2 separate regions of the Gasterosteus aculeatus genome follow, and region 1 is linked to region 2. Evidence: chromatin contacts called from public Hi-C data. All regions are on one chromosome and are shown on one strand. The core of a region is the stretch at or near the end of the contact, and the rest is flanking DNA. Distances in the headings are between cores, read along the strand shown.

Evidence for each region. A called contact is a pair of places that touch in the nucleus more often than the background predicts.
Region 1: a Hi-C map of skeletal muscle shows a contact between it and region 2, with 5 times the contacts expected there. The contact joins the enhancer-like site here to the promoter of exoc2 in region 2. A contact is called at or near these places in 3 of 6 Hi-C or Micro-C datasets (skeletal muscle and tail fin).

The regions. Positions count from the first base shown.
Region 1 is chr8:6,547,602-6,551,441 of fGasAcu3.hap1.1, forward strand. The region is part of intron 4 of gmds (GDP-mannose 4,6-dehydratase); the gene reads right to left. Among protein-coding and RNA genes, the nearest start is that of gmds, 14 kb to the right of the region's middle. Within about 2 kb of position 2,145, at least 7 of the 9 cell types and tissues checked have open chromatin away from gene starts, as enhancers often do.
Region 2 is chr8:6,368,670-6,372,421 of fGasAcu3.hap1.1, forward strand. exoc2 (exocyst complex component 2) reads right to left here and starts at 2,394. Exons shown (of 28, transcript XM_040183949.2): 1 at 2,312-2,394.

The DNA of each region.
Region 1 (3,840 bases), core at 895-3,394, 180 kb after region 2:
CCCGAGCCGCCTGCGTGTTCATTGTGTGAACTCGTTCAGAGTGAAAGGTACGTTAACCTTCCCTCAACCGGAAGCACAGCGCAAACTGAAAGCTGATGCTAATGCGCAGAGCTCAGTCACGACCCAACTGCAGACGTACGGCACCTTTGGGTGCCGTTGTGTCACAGTGCAGCTGCTGCTGTAGACAGAATGTCAGTAAGAAATCTTTTAGAAACAAACCTGCTTTTTGAGGAATAATCTTATTAAATAAAAGGACTAAAATGGATTTTATGACAAAATCAATGGAAAAAGGGATTAAAGAGATTGTTGCAGGATGGGAGAGATGGAATTCAAATGATCACAGCACAATTCCCATACGTAGGCGTTTGGTTTGTCTATGGGCCTGAAGGACAGTCTCCAATTGATCTTTAAGTGTGTTAACTGAAATAATGTCAAATAGCGTTCCTGCTCATTTTGTTCAGCTGCAAGCTGAAACTTGCCGAGTCAACTTAAAGGAATAATTCGGCCACAGAATAACCACAACTTCTCTCTTTGGCCCCCGAGGCAAATACGAAAAGACTTAAACCGCGAAACTAAACATCCACTTACAATTTACTTCATGCTTCCGACAAGAGTAGCTAACTTTATTTATTTTTTTACTGTAAAGCAGTGATTGTCGTGCACCACGGTGTCTGATCATTGCCGTGCTGTTGAACCAGGATCGGAATGACTCACTTTGCTGAAACACGTCCACACAAATTCATTTATACATTCTCAATCGGATAATGTGATATTGTGATAGTGATAACATGAGTAAATGTGATCATATTAGTCAGTGTAAATGCTGTCATTACAGATTTTTCTGTTGATTGCACTTTCAACGTTTGGTCCAAAGCTTTAAGGTCTCCAAAAGATGTTTCTGTTTGTGGGGGTTTGAACTTTGCTTCTGGAACTCAAGTCATTATTTTATTTAGATATTTATAGATGTAATAATGAGCTAAATACCCCTAAACCCCAACGTATAAATGAGGTATAATGCTTAACATGCAGCATTAAGACTGAACGGCAGATCGCTTTGAGTTGACACTCCTTGTTCCCTCATCACACAGGCAGCTGAACTCCAGATAAATCATTACAGAACATCCAGTATGGCGCTCTGACTACCATTATTATTGCCAAATGTCTCCCTGGAGGACATAGCAACAGGAAGACTGATGACTTTGATAAATAAATATTTAGTGTAATACCTGGTTACCGTGTTCTCCCCGCTGCTCGCCCTTCTAACCAACTACAACAAACTAACGAAGCACATCGTCCCAGCTCTATTGTGGGGAGTTATCGTACCGCTAAGAACACGCTACGGGCTACTGTCAGTCAGGAGGGTGGGGGACTGATGGATTGTGGTGCAGATGAGGAAAAAAACGTGATAACTAAAATTAGATTGTTCAATGGTACCATTTTTATCTGGTCAGTGAATAACTTTACTGTCCTTTCGTCCTCTGCTTTATAGTAATGAGCACGTCTGTAATGTCTGTAATCCTGCAGAACGCCTTCCTCCAGTATAACGTGCTGTAATGCGAACGTCTGACCTGCAGAGGGCCTCGTCCACACCTGGAGTCTGACCCTCAGACAGCAAAATCTTTTTTTATTTACACTTTAAATTAATCTAAAGTGAAGTGAATCAGAAAAAAAGTGAATCAAAAAAAAAAAATTAAAGAAATGTTGAGAAAGACGTTTTTTGTTGTTATTAAAATGACAGGAAATTTGGAAATGTAGGTTTGCTCAAGAAAATGTGATGATTATTTCAGAAGCTGGAGACAGACAAAAGTTAATAATATATGTATGTGTAAATTCATATTACAAATTAAAATGAAAAGCACCAAGTCCTGTCCTTAAGAAGCTAGAACCACGGAACACTTTTTTTTTTTTTTGCTTGATCATATTATCTTATTTTCAACAGTAGTTGATTGTCTAACAAATCATTTTGTAAAGCCATCTCAATTTCCTGGATGATATTTATTAATGCATTTTTTTTCATTGATTCCGTTTGTGTAGGTAATGAGCACACGATCATAAAGTGGTTAAAAGCCCATCTTCTTCTGACCGGGCTGCTGATCCTGAATGTCGGACTCCAGGCCGGACTGACACCGCCGGTCACACAGCGGCTCACTGCTGCCATCTAGGTCTCACCGGGGGAACTACACCTGCGCGTCGCACCACACAAGACTATTGGTGTGAATATTTGGGATTTGATTTAAAATACAGGATTTATATCCAATCACATTTAGCTTTTTGATACTATTTATTGACCTAGTGAATTTACAAACCTCAAAAAGCCCGTCCAGCCCCCGCAAACTGCATGTTTCCATGTGTAGGAACTTTGCTGCATAAACAAAATAAAACGAACTGACTCACGAGTGCAGCAACGACTCTGACCCACAGAGCCACCACAGAACATTCCCTGACTCTGCGCGGGGAGACTGCAGACTTGTTTCTCTTGGCACAAAGCGGGCTATTCTTAAAACCAAAGTTCACATTCAATCCGGCCCAGGCGGGCGGGCTGCCTCGTACGGAGGCCTAACCTTTCCGAACAGGGATCGGCCGGCTCCGCGGACTACCGGGCCACCGACGCACCACTGGCCCCGTCGCTGCACGCTCAATAGGCGCGGGACGCAGGGGGAAAATGTGTCTCTGCTCGGACCCAAACCCAGCTGTTAAACAATGGAAAACACGCAAAGCGCACATGTGCGCTTAATGAGGCCTGAGAGGCAGAACGCGCATAGCTCGGAGGGGAATGCGCCAATTTGGTTGCAGGCGAGTCTTTATACGTGCGTGATACGCGCAGCCCGCACCCACGGCTGATTGGACGGGTGAAGTATAAACACCAATCACAGAGCGGGCAGTCACTGACGGGCCAAAAGCAGCTTTCTCCAAAAATCGTTCTTGCATCAATTCACTTAATTAAAGACGACGTAAAAAAAAAAAAAAAAAGAGAAAAGATTACTGTGAGGACTGGTTCAGCGATAGTGTTGGGATACATTTTTTTAAACCTTTTTGTTGATCCACATTCTGTTTCAAGTTTAGCAGCAATGCCTTCTTAATGTAATGTGTTTTTTAAATGGTAATCTTCTCTTAAGACGCAGGCGAGGTGTTTAAATTACAGCCGGCTTCGTACCCAACGGTTTAAGCCATCGCTGTCCAATATTTCAGTTTGACTTTATGAACAGCGTCTTCTTTTAAACTCTGAAACAACAGGTTTTGAGGGTTCTGAAAGTGCTGTGTGAGATATCTAATCAAATAAATAGGAATATTGGTCTTTGCATACGTATCACCAAAGAATTTTAACAGTTTAGAGATCTAATAAGTCAGGAAATTGAGCGTCTAAACACACTAAATCATACCACACATACACACTGGATGACAACTGAATCTCATTACCAACGAGCAACAAGGATTGCATAACATGCCCACACACTGCGAGTACTGGTATTACCGCCCAAGTATGAGAGTAAACGGCTGGCAGGCTGCACAATAGCCGCTTCAGGCCAGTAAACACATCAACGCGGCGGGTTTATAGCGCACAACTTTGTCGGGAAACAGGCGCGTTAAATCCTGTGTGTGTCTCCGGCGTGGGAGCTTCTGCGAACCCGGATGGGGGAGAACCCAAAGGCCGGTAGAGGGGCGAGAGAGAGTTAGAGAGGTTGACCGAAAAATGGTCTTCCTGAGGAGGACTTTGGACGTGGATATAGATGGAGGACGTCTTTCCCATGGATGCAAAGCTGCACTTCGGTCTACAGAAGCTATCAAAAACAATTGAGTGGAAACACAGACAACCGTATTGTATCGCCTCCCAACGCTGTT
Region 2 (3,752 bases), core at 1,144-3,643:
GCGAGCCCGTCGGGCAGGGAGGAGGCGACCAGGTGGGACAGACAAGGGTGAGGTAGAGAAGTGTCGCTCCCCAAACAAGGCTGGGCCTGACCCGCCCCCCTCCCCCACCCACCATGGCTCCACTCACCCTGGGGGTCTACGGAGCAGCGGCACTGAGGAAAAGCCTCCAAAAAAACACCACCCACCGCATTCCACCAAAACAAACAAGCAGGGCCACCCAATTTTTCAATTAGAGCCCCGAGAGAAGGAGGGGGGGGGGGGGGGGCTGGGGCAGGAAATGGATCGGCGCAGCGTTGGCCCCGCCATCCCCCAGCCCGGCCTGACTTCAGGGGAGGAGGAGGAGGAGATAGACAGAGTTCTGTATGGGCTGATGAGGACCAGTTAGCATTAATGTCAAGGCAAATGACGGAGGAGCTCGATGACAACTTATTACTGCGACGTGGCGCCTGCCTCCAACCGGCCTGTCGATCAATTACTCTCTCTCTGGCCCCCTCCCCCGAACAATCAATCAGTTAAACAAACACAAGTGGTCCCCCCTTAAAAACGCCCATTTAAAGAAAGTACGCTAGAACAATATTTGACAAAGGTACACAAGAGTAGAGATTATAGAGGCTTAGACTATTTTCTGTTTGAAAACACTTCACTGAATGAGGCTCAGCTTAGAGGAGTGTCTTTATCACAACAGTAGGGGCTTAAGTAAGTAAGTATGCTCTTAACCCCTTAAACAGGGCTTTCTAGATTTCAGAGTAACATAAACTTGATCCGACTTTTCTAAAAAAAATAAAATAAAAAAAAAGCTGAGCTCATTACCGCTATTTTCTTCTTTAGATACACACTCTTTTAAGAGCAAACACCAAGGAAACTGAACATTTTTGAGTTTTAGACTGTTGGTCAAATAAAACCAGCAACTTGAATACATCATAGTTGATGTATTATCGATCAATAATCAACTAATTGAAAATGATGAAAATAATTGGTTACAGATCTAGTCCATATTTCCAAATACAAAATGCTGAAAAAACTTGTGTAGATCCTTCCTGAAGGCCAGGGCTGATTTACAATTTGCAAAACAGACAAATAACTAATTATGCTAATGATAAACAACTTGGTGACGTACGTATACTAATGGCACGGCAGTAATGCTGCTTAATGAAATGTTAAGATGATTTGTCATTAAATATAAACCAGAAAGCCATGTCCAATCGATGAGGTAGTGATGTATTCATCCTGATGTTTATCCTCATCAAAGTGTCTTTCAAAGCTCCCTTTCTGAGTCATATAAGGACTTCGGTGTGATCATTTCATGTTGCTCATTACCATCGGTGCATGGAAGGTTTTTGTTACAAGTATAAAAAAGGTGCTAATTCCAGCACATTTTCTTTGTTTTGGTAGAGCGCTATAGGCAATCATTATTTACTGCGTTAAAGGCCAGTCGGCTCCTCTGTTTACACTGGAACGGATTGCAAAGTGTTTATAGAAATCCTGCCACCTGGCAATGAGTAACTCTGCAGGTTCTCCGTTACACACACCGCTCAAGAACGGATGTGCGCTGTTTCGGGTCAGGACAATCACACTATTGCGTTTGCTTCACTGGATGTGAGCGATGAACCCGCGGCTGGATGGAGGACCGGAGGAGGAGAAGAAAAGAAAAAAAGATACTGTTCTATTTGGGTTTGATATACTGCAGGGAAAGCTCTGCGTATTGTCCAGAGTATTTAGAGAAATGGCTTTCGATAAAGTTCGAGTTGCCGCTGGGAGAAAAAGTCATTTTAGGGGCTTTAAGCCTCACAGACAATTGTCTTTAAATTACACTGACGATACGAGTCGACAGAACATATTAAAATATTGACCGCTTGATGCGGAACTAACCTGCCAATTGTGGCAGAAGACTTTAACATCTAACGTGATCTTCTTCTCACACACACAACATTGCCCTTAAAGTGGAGGACGTATCAATGCAGTAGGGTTCAGGTTATCACAACTGCCTTTGAGACGTTGCAACGGCTGGATATGCCGGTTGTGTTTGCTGTCACAGTCGCCCGGTGCTTCGAGCTAAACAACCCACCGGGGATTTTAGAGGAAAGGAAACCACCGCTGTTGACGAATCCGACATCTAACGTTAGCTTAGGCTAACCTGTGTTTGCTAGGAGGCTATTCGTTTGTGCGGAAGATTTAACGTTAGCAGTGGCTGTCACATGTATTCGTCGTGATCATTACAACACGCATATATCGTCACCTATCCTACCAGAATAAGTTTGACCCTACCTGGAGCACTTAAGAGGTAAATAGGTTGGATAAAATGGTAACTTACAGTTTCTGCGGTGGAGCTTCAGCGACCGTTTCCTGTATCCGGTGAGTACTTCCGGCCTCCGGTCTCAGCCTTCCTCAGCCTTCAAAATAAAACTGAAACGTTACTTGAAATTACTACTCTATTATTGAACGACACATATTTTCAAGAAAAAATACTATGACAGCATATACTATATTTTTAAATATTCGATGTATTCAACCATAATACATTTCAATGACTTGAATAGTTCACAATTCACAAATGTCATTAGCAATTACTGTCCACTTCATTCATCTGACATTTGATAATGATGGCTCGTCATTGATTAAACTATCCCAAATTATTACTACCTCAAACTGCAACACTTTAAAAGGTGTCAATGCCTCCCCAATAATAATCAAATAGTATAATATAATTCAGGAGTTGTTAAAAGAGCCTGCTCTAAATAATGCCAGGTTTTGACACTGAAGGGGCACTTTGCTGTTAATGCTGTAAGTTTCCTATTGCATAATTATGAATGCGATAATTTCACTTTGTGGTTTTACATTGTAATATTGCCATTTTTGCAATAAAGTATATGTACACTTCTACCACTGCATAATTATACTCATTCTTAATAATAACTGCCCAAGCAAACATTTTTTATTGTCTTTAACCAGTTCTTTATTGTTCGTTCTGCAACTCTGTCGTTAAGGCCTTTTTTAAGAAGTAATGAAGATGCTGTGTTCTGTAACAACATCTAATGAGCCGTTGATCCAAGGGTCATCTAGTTGGTGCTCAGAGTGGATGTAAGATTAAGCAGAAGCAGTATTATTGGACTGCATGATCCTCGCAAGTGTTGGATGTCCTTTGTGTGAGAATTTTGCGGCCCAGTGGGAGCTTTGCTCCTTTCCTCGTTTCTCTTTTCACGGTGCATCACTGAGGTATTTCCACTTGTTCTGGGAAAGGCGCAGCATCATTAGAAATGCAACAGAGACCACCCAGGCCCACACTAGAACACTGATACCATTACATTTATCTCACCAAATTGTGCAGGGCAGAAAGAATTTCTGTGATAAGGCAAAGCCCAATCCCCGGGGAAACAATATTGTCCAATTATACGGGGTAATCTGATAATTGAAGGATCAAACTGTGACTCTGGAGTTTGCACAGATGCTGATGCAGCAGAGGGCCTGTTTGTCTGTGTAAACATCAACATCAATGAAGGAAAAAGATTTTGATCTTAGTCCCGCTGGTAAAGCCTGCACCATTGAAATAAGAACATGAGCTTCTGCATTTGACAGTACTGTTGTTTACAGTTCAACATCAGAAAAATACCCTAATTTTCTTTCTTACAGAGAATACGATGAGAGACTTGTTTTCGCTCTGATGTCTATTTGTTAAGTATGATGGTGCATTTAGGAGATAGTTTAGCTTAAGAATAAAGCTGTAAAGTAAAAAAACAAAAATATCTCTTGTCATA